Regions from separate parts of the Mus musculus genome. Here regions 1 and 2 are each linked to region 3. A link is a contact called in public HiChIP or PLAC-seq and promoter capture Hi-C data. All regions are on one chromosome and are shown on one strand. The core of a region is the stretch at or near the end of the contact, and the rest is flanking DNA. Distances in the headings are between cores, read along the strand shown.

Region 1 (2,846 bases), core at 124-2,623, 250 kb before region 3:
GGAGGGGCTTTGAAGACCGAGCAAGGGCATGCCAGCCAAATGAGGTAGGTTTCTAGAAGCTGCAAGAGGCAAATTAAATGTTTCTCTCCTTGTCCGGGCAGTGGTGGTGCATGCCTTTAATCCCAGCACTTGGGAGGCAGAGGCAGGTAGATTTCTGAGTTTGAGGCCAGCCTGGTCTACAGAGTGAATTCCAGGACAGCCAGGGCTACACAGAGAAACCCTGTCTCAAAAAAACAAACAAACAAACAAACAAAAAATGTTTTTCTCCTAAAGCCTCAGGAATGAATACAGCCCTGCTGTATTCAGCCTGCTGTATAACACCCACATCTGACTTCTAGCCTCTAAAATATACGACAATAATGTGTCATTTTAATAATGTGTCACTAGATGGGTGGTGATTGTTGTTTTGATGGCCATAGAACAGTTAAAAGTCCAAACTCTTACTGAGGAAGCTCTGCAGGCTTGGAACTTCAGTTGTTATCTTGGGGTGATGGACAGAATTACCTTCACAAAGATGAGAATGAAACATGCCCTTACCCTTTTTGGGCTGGTTTGATCTGTGTAATAGGAGATGCTAGCATCAGATGAAGAAGGGTAAGGTCTTTGAACTCACGTTACTAACACCTGCTGCTGCCATAGTCACTGTCCTGCACAGTCCTGGAGAACTGTAATTGGACTTTCCAAGGAACGGTATGACACTGGGGTATGCGGGAGGCATCCCACAGGGAGACATAAGAAAATGGCAGTCACCCTCCCAAAAGGTCAAGAACTGTATTATATGCAGAACACAGCAAAGGTCCCCCAATGTGGAGGTCCCACATAAGAGTACCTCCCTTCCCCAGTCACCATGACTCAGAATGGTATCTTCCACCACCCTTGCCCCAGCTCCCTGCTTCCCTCGAACCAATGTTTCAGTCCCCTGAGCATCTCCCTAGCTGGGTCCCAGCCCTCAAATTCTGCCACTGGGACAAGGACCCCACCCCCACCCCCAGGTCATACGCAACAAAACTGCAGAAGGATGGACATGTACCAGGTAGAGTGGGCTGGGGTAGGGACGCGTTGGGGGTTGTGTGTCCCAGATTGGGGGTGTCCAGGGGTAGTGTGGGTTTATGAAAGGGAAGCATGGAGAAAGGAAGAGCCTCGCGGATGGCCGACAAGAAAGCGGCCAGAATCTGGGGGTGGGGGGCCAGAGCCAGGGACCCTTCCGAACACCGGTCCCGCATCCCCAGACCTCTAGGCTAGGAGTCGCTTCTGGAGCCAGGACCCTCCCGCCCGCTGGGGGCCCGTCCTCACCGACGGCAGCAGGCCCTGCCTCTCGGACGACGGAGCCGTGGCGGGTCCCTCAGCCTCAGTGCTTTGGGCCCCCGCCTTGGCTCCCGCCGTCACCTCAAGCTAGGGTCACGGGGCGAGCATGCGCAGGATGAGGGGGCCCCCATTCCTTTGTCGAATTCCGTCTATCCGGATATTACCTTCGCAGCGACAAGTTGAACGCTCGATGAATAGGCGTGAGGGGCGGGTCCATTACCCGGGAAGGGGGCGGAGCCAGTAGGAATTGGGCTACCTGGGTTTAGGATCCCCGGTATGGTCTACTGACGTCTTTCCACTTACTTCCCCCGTATTTGACTCTGACTCCCTCCTGGAGCATAACTCCAGTTCCAGGGGATTAGACGCCCTCTTCTGGTCTCTGTCCATCCAAGCAAAACATCCAAACACAAATATAAATAAATACTAAATAAAGCATAAACTGGAATGCTTATTTAAAGGTTTTTGTCTGTCCCTCCGAGGGAAGGGAAATGTGTTCTTCATTGAAGCTAACATTCCTAACTGCGCAGCATCCTTTGTCATTAGCCCAGCCCTCGCCCATTGGTCCAGTATTTATCATTTGTTCAGCCGTCGCCCATTGTTGTAGTCACTGACTGCTGAAATAGCCCTGGCACAATTCAGTGACTTTATCCCCGCAACCTTCTACTGTGGAGATGGAAACCGGAATGGCTCAGGGCGCTGCTTTCTGTATTTTGCGTGCTCGTGCATCCTATCATTCTGGGATTGCTGGCCCTCACCCATCTGCAGAAAGGCTCTCCCCCTTTACTCCCACATGGCCCTGGCTCCGCAGGTCCTTGGGTCCCACCCTTCTTCCTGGCTCCTTTTCCTCCATGGCCCCATCCTTTCTCTCGAGTCAACGTCATTTCCTGGGCATTCTCTAGTAACGCAAAGGTCTTCATGAATTACGTCATTTGCAATCAATCATAGTCTTGGTTGTTTCTAAAATTATTATGTTCTAATAAGATATATTATTATATATGGTATAATATAATTGTATATTATATATAATCTTCACGTATAAATCACTGATGTTAAGCCTCTGTCTCAAAAGAACAAAACAAGGGGTCCAATGAGGTGGCTCCCCTTTAGATAGCTGGTTCAACCAGAAGCCTTAGTTTACAGCACTTGCTACCAAGCCAGGCCTACCCAAATTTAATCCCTAGGACCCACATAAAGGTAGAAGGAGAGAAATCACTTCACAAAGTTGTCTTCTGATCTCCACACACAAACCCATGACCACACGTGGAGAGATGGATCATTGGTTGAGAGCACTGGCTGTTCTTCCTGCACCTATATGGCCGCTCGCAATGATGCAGATCTCCTGGAGCATAACTCCAGTTCCAGGGGATTAGACGCCCTCTTCTGGTCTCTGTCCATCCAAGCAAAACATCCAAACACAAATATAAATAAATACTAAATAAATATTGTGGAGGCTATTTTCAAAACATGGAACCAATAAAGATCTTGTATTTTTAAAAAATTATTTAACTTAAACACACATAGTGGCACATGACTGTACTTCC
Region 2 (2,826 bases), core at 227-2,726, 210 kb after region 3:
CAGGCTGGCCTCAAATTCACTAACATTAGCTGAGGTTACCCTTGAACTCCTGATTCCCCTACCTCTACCTGCCAAGTACTGCATTCTAAGTATTAGTCACTATGGCCAGCTTACATTGTTTATATTTGAACATGTGACTATCAGCATATGGTTGACCAAGGGACTTGCATAGCATAGACTGGGAACTCAAATTAGCAGGCCGTTCTGTAGAACATGGAGGCCAGATCCATCCCAGAGCAGCTCTCAGCTTGGCAGATGGTGAGAGCTCCCCAGTCCCCAAACAGAGGGGTCTTCCACACTCAGCTTACAGTGCAAAATCACCCCTTCCTAGCACCGTGGACCCTTTAATACACTCAGTTCCTCATGCTGCAGTGACCCCCAACCATAAAATACCTTCATTGCTACTTCATAACTGTAATTTTGCTACGGTTATGAATCTTAATGTAAATATCTGATATGCAGGATGTCTGATCTGCAACTCCTGTGAAAAGGTCGTGTGACCCCCCCAATGGAGTCGCGCCCACATGTTGAGAACTCAGGCACACAGCAACTGGACCCAGACATGCTCTTCAGATGAGCTCTTCTCCTCCACAGTGGGTTGTTCCAATATTTACTTCAGCAATTCATTCTTCATTCAACGCCTATGGCTTTTTTCCCTATTTCACAAAGGGCCCCCACATTACCCCCCCCCCCCAAGGTCCTGCCTTCCTACTTATAAATGCGCCTATCTTTCTACCTATTTTTCCTCCTCACACTGAGGCAAAAGTGGCTGACCTCGGGCTTTCCATCAGGAGGTCTCTAAGAGACTGTCCACTCCCAAACTCTTCACCTGAGTCTTATTGGAAACCAAATTTACAGCAAAGGCCAAATGTATACCCAGAGAGCTATAATTCCCAAACATTCTAAGAATATTATCATAACAGTTTCTTGACTCGTGTGCTCTAGAGCATGTCTGGAAGTGTTTAACCACTCTAACAAGTGAAATCGCACCCCCAGGTCGTGAGACGTTTTCACGGGGCAGATCCTGTGGCCTCAGCCAACCCTCAGGTGATCAAGCCGCCCACAAGAGTCCGGACAGGGCCTGAGATCGCTCTATATCGTGTGGATTGCCCACGACTTCACAGATAAGTAAAATCGTAGTTTGCTAAGTAGAGAACCTAAATAGCCCTGGGGTAACAGGAGAGGCATAGGCGCCGGGCGGGCATTTAAACCGCGCGGGCGGGCTCGCAGTCGGGGATACGTGCCTACCCCGTGCTTTGGGGGATGCGACGCGCACTCCCGGGTCACAGGGGCCCGAGTCCATGCTCCTCCGGCCTCCGTTCCGTATGACCTATCGCCTACCCGGCTCCCGCCAGCACTCACCACCGCCGCTCCCCATCGCCGAGCTCCCTCCACTGCCGCTTTAGACCGCTCTCAAGCGCGCCCGCGCCTGGGGCAAGTGCACGGAGCGCCTCACGCAGGCGCGGGCCCCACCCCCGCCCCGTTTTCAAACGCGCCGGGAGCTCCTACTGGTAGGACCACAGAGTTACGCCCCCCAGATCACTAGCCTCTCCTGCCCCGCAGGCTCTGGGCATTTGTGATTGGCTACACCAGGACGCGAATTCAAACGCTGGCTGTCTATTGGCTTATCGCTCGTGGTTGACCCGCCTTCTCCGCTGGGCGGGGGACGGAGGAGTTCAGCTGGCGCCGGCGGGCTATCCTAAAAAGCCCGCCCGGAGGCAGAGAGGGCTGGTCTTCTCCCTCCAAGACTTGTCCTACCGTCCGGAGTTGGTCGTGGCTTACTACCTGTCCCTCCCACGCGAGCTTCCGGCCGAGGAGACTGCATTTGGAGGCGCCAACTCCAACACTGATGTGGAAATTGCAGAAGCTGGGCTCCGATGCCGGGCAGCCACAGCCACAGTCACAGTCTGCTGAGCGATGTGTTCACTCGAGTACATGTTCCGTATTCTCATGAGATGATCTGTCGAGAAAAGACAAGTGGTCTCTTGAGGGTGGAGAGCGAGGAATAGGCCCAGGCTTATCCCCACAGCTTGGGTCAGCCTTCATCCCCTCCCCGAAGCCAGCATGCTCACTGTATCTGACCTGTGCTGGAAGCTGGATAGCAAGACCTCTAGTGGGTCTGAGACAGTTAATAGGGAATGGCTGTTCACAGCACAGAATATTAGAGAACCCTAGAGCAAGACTTGGGATTTGCTCCCCATTGCTGCTGATCTCCATGGGGAACCCTCACACTGTCTCTTTTCCGGAAGACTATACTGTTTTCCAATTTGTTACTTTTTCTTTTCTTCGAGACAGGGTTTCTCTGTGTAGCCCTGGCTGACCTGCAACTCACTCTGTAGACCAGGCTGGCCTTGAACTCAGAAATCCGCCTGCCTCTGCCTCCCGAGTGCTGTGATTAAAGGCATGTGGCACCACCACCCAGCTACTTTGTTACTTTTTTATCTTCCTCCTTTTGTACTTTGTTACTTGGGACAGAAGTGCTGTTTTCAGAATTTGCTTTTGGTAGCCTCTGGAAGGTATTAAAAAAACTAAATCTAACAATGAGCAAACCCGCTGTCCATCACATTTCAGAATACATAACAATCTATCTGGTCCCCTGGTTAATCAGAGTTACAAAGTCATCAGTTGATCAGTTGTCTTTTTTTTTTTTTTTGCTCTACCTTGTTTTGTATCCTACTCAATTTCAGTTTCTATTATTTATTGGAGGCGGGTTTTGTTGGTTTTGATAAAGGGTCTCCCAATGCCCTTCAGCTAACAACCTGACACTGCTTAGAGTCATCTGAGGGAGACTCAGTTATGTGATTGCCCATATCAGACTGGTCTGTG
Region 3 (2,700 bases), core at 79-2,578:
GAGGAAAAGATAGGAAAGGCTCCACAAGGAAGCCCTTAGCTTCTAAGGGTCAGAAAGTGCCTCAAAGGTAGGGCTAATGGATCACTGGATGTCTGTCTGATGTGTGGCCATCCGATTGCTTTGAAACACTAGTTTTTATAAAAAGAAGACTTTTTTCCTCAAATAGAAGTGTCTCCCTGCCATGCCCACACTGCAGGGGGAGCCCTTGCTTCTGTGTCTTCTGCAAAGCAGACAGGGACCACACAGGAGTGGCGACGGTCACCAGGGAGTTACACTCTGCACAGCAACCCAGGGAGACCAAGGTCCCTTGCACTTCGTGTGACCCTGAGCTACCCTGTTGGGCAATTGACCTCCCCTGGCTCACACCAACAGAGTGAGACGCTGCACCCTCTGCTCCTGCGGGAAAACTGAGGCAGGGCCAGGCCCACTGTCCAGCACTGCTCCCTGGCTTGGTAGGATCGGATGTGAGACGTTCAGGATATGGTCCTGCATCCTGACTCCTCGACTAGTAGGGAGTGGTCTTCAGAACTTCTGTCCAGCTCTGTCTGATGTCAGTCTCCGTGCCCCAAACAACTTCCTCCCAGGGACACTTCCGCTGTGGCTTCAAGTCTGGGAGCCTGACAGGCGGGCACACCCAGGGCAGGAACCGGACCTTACCGGTCACTACTAAGGCGCCTTCCCAGAACAGCTCTTGCCGCGCCTAGAAGGTGCAGTTCCAGACTGGCAGGGGCGGGGCAAAGGTTCCTATTCCCTGAGCCAATCTGCAGGTGTGTGTGTGTGTGTGTGTGTGTGTGTATGGTCCAAGAGCATCATCAGGGGCCGCAGGAGCCTGCCAAAGTCCCTCTTTCTTGGTTGCACAAGCACCTTGACCTTAGTTCTTCAAAGTCTACGCTCCCATCAGGGTATAAATCAACCTTGAATTGCAGGTGTCAGATAAAAAGTAGGTGCTCAACAAGTATTTGATGACTGACTGAATGAATGAATAAATGAATGAACGAATGAATGAACAAATGAATGAATGAATGAATGAATGAATGAATGAATGAATGACATAGAAGGTCTCTTGGATGGAGTAGACTCTGCCAAGTTATGTAGGACCTATGGTCAATTGAGGAAGGTAGTGAGTCCTCTGTGGTCAGCTGAATCCTGAAGTTACAAAGGAAGGGGTCTGGCCCCTGGAGTTCAGGGCCGGGTCATAGAGTTGGTGTTCTGGGTACCTCCTTCCTGCCAAAGAGGAGCTGGGCAGGCAGGGTTGACAGGTTGGGCGGCATAGCCGAGCTGACACTCATCTCCAGCATAAAACCTCACTTCATGGAGCCTGAACCTCTGTAGTACTAAGGAGAGCTTCTGCCACCTCTGACCAGGACTCAAACGTCCACCAAGCCAGAGAACATGAGGCAGCCCCACATCGCTGCCCTGCTGCTGCTGCCGCTGCTGCTCAGATCTGGTGAGTTGCAGTGGGGGCGGGGGCGTCCTGCTGCCATCTCTCTCTGTAAGGGCCCCTCTGTTCTGCTCTGACTTCCACCGGAGCCCCCCCCCCCAGTCCCTGGGCCTGCCTGAGCCTAAAAGGAATCTTCTCTTCTCAGTGATGGGGTTCCCAGAGAATATACTCAGTTCCCAGATATTCCACCTCAGAGACCTGACTGGGGGAGGGGTGCTGTGGGAAGGTCTGGCAGAATATGTGGTCAAGGCCTTGAGAGGACCCCAAGGCAGGAGCTTGGCTAAAGCCACACCCCCATCAGGCTCTCACTGTGTGTCATGCTCTGAGCTAGAGGCCTCTCTTCCCATTCCACAGATGATAGAGCCTCTACACCTGTAAGATTAGAACCCAGGCCTGCAGACCTCCAAGTCCCTGGGCTTATGTGAATTGTGTTTGCTCTCTGAGCCTAAGAACTTTCAGAATCTGCCTGAGGCTCAGCAGAAAGCTGGGGACAAGAGCTGCAGGCTGCAGAGGGTCCCAGCTCCTGCCTTCAGAGGGAGAAGCAGCCCCTGTCCATTTTGCACAGGGGTCAGCAAGTTCTAGCCAGGTGCTCTGCCTACCATGTTTCCTGTGGGATGGGCTCCTCTCTACCAGGGAAACTCTCCCACATTCCTGGGCCAGATGGGCTAGCTCAGCAGCCAGCATGCTTCCGTGTCCTCACCTCACCTCCCTGGGCCAGGCCAAGTTACCCCAGGCCGTGTCTCAGTCAGGGCTGGGGTTAGGAAGACATCAGTGGGTATCTCTGTGGGGATGCCCCCCACCTCCCCCAAAGTCAAGGAATGTTCTTGTCCATGACCTTTAGCAGCAAGAAAGCCCATTTCCTTTGGGTGTGACACTGCTGGCTCCTGTGGGTGGATCAATCGAGGTCACTACCAAAGCAGAAACGGCAGTCTGCCCTTGGCTCACAAACTGCTGGAACCTGAGGCTGGACCCCTGGTGACATGCTCACTTCAGCCCAGGGTGACCAGCACCCCAGGAGTCCTCTGGCTGGTCTCACCTTTTCTCAGACCTTAGCTATTCCCACCAGGGATCCAGGATGGACATAGACTGCCCTTAGGACATGGAGAGACTGAAGGACCAAGCTGCAGCAGAGACAATGAGTGACAGAAGACTGGATGGAGGGAGAATGCACAGAAGGATCTTGCAAGTTCCAGGAGGGAGGAGGGGGAGGAGGGGGGAGAAGGAGGAGGAGGAGGAGGAGGAGGAAGAGGAGAAGGAGG

Evidence for each region. HiChIP or PLAC-seq counts read pairs in DNA pulled down with a chosen protein or histone mark. Capture Hi-C pulls out chosen DNA fragments and counts their contacts.
Region 1: a contact with region 3 is called in a promoter capture Hi-C map of liver. The contact joins the promoter of Flywch2 here to the promoter of Prss27 in region 3. A contact is called at or near these places in 2 of 39 promoter capture datasets (the 3T3-L1 cell line and cranial neural crest), 1 of 115 datasets of contacts at active chromatin or transcription factors (pancreatic cancer cells) and 3 of 9 other capture datasets (adipose tissue, liver and pancreatic islet).
Region 2: an H3K4me3 HiChIP or PLAC-seq map of embryonic stem cells shows a contact between it and region 3, with 2.7 times the contacts expected there. The contact joins the promoter of Ccnf here to the promoter of Prss27 in region 3. A contact is called at or near these places in 4 of 115 datasets of contacts at active chromatin or transcription factors (embryonic stem cells and pancreatic cancer cells) and 1 of 9 other capture datasets (embryonic stem cells).

What each region holds. Positions count from the first base shown.
Region 1 is chr17:23,784,708-23,787,553 of GRCm38.p6, forward strand. It overlaps Flywch2 (FLYWCH family member 2), which reads right to left and starts at 1,374. Exons shown (of 3, transcript NM_029798.4): 1 at 1,294-1,374.
Region 2 is chr17:24,249,933-24,252,758 of GRCm38.p6, forward strand. Ccnf (cyclin F) reads right to left here and starts at 1,477. Exons shown (of 17, transcript NM_007634.4): 1 at 1,363-1,477. The coding sequence starts at 1,378.
Region 3 is chr17:24,036,915-24,039,614 of GRCm38.p6, forward strand. Prss27 (protease, serine 27) reads left to right here and starts at 1,329. Exons shown (of 6, transcript NM_175440.4): 1 at 1,329-1,447. The coding sequence starts at 1,393.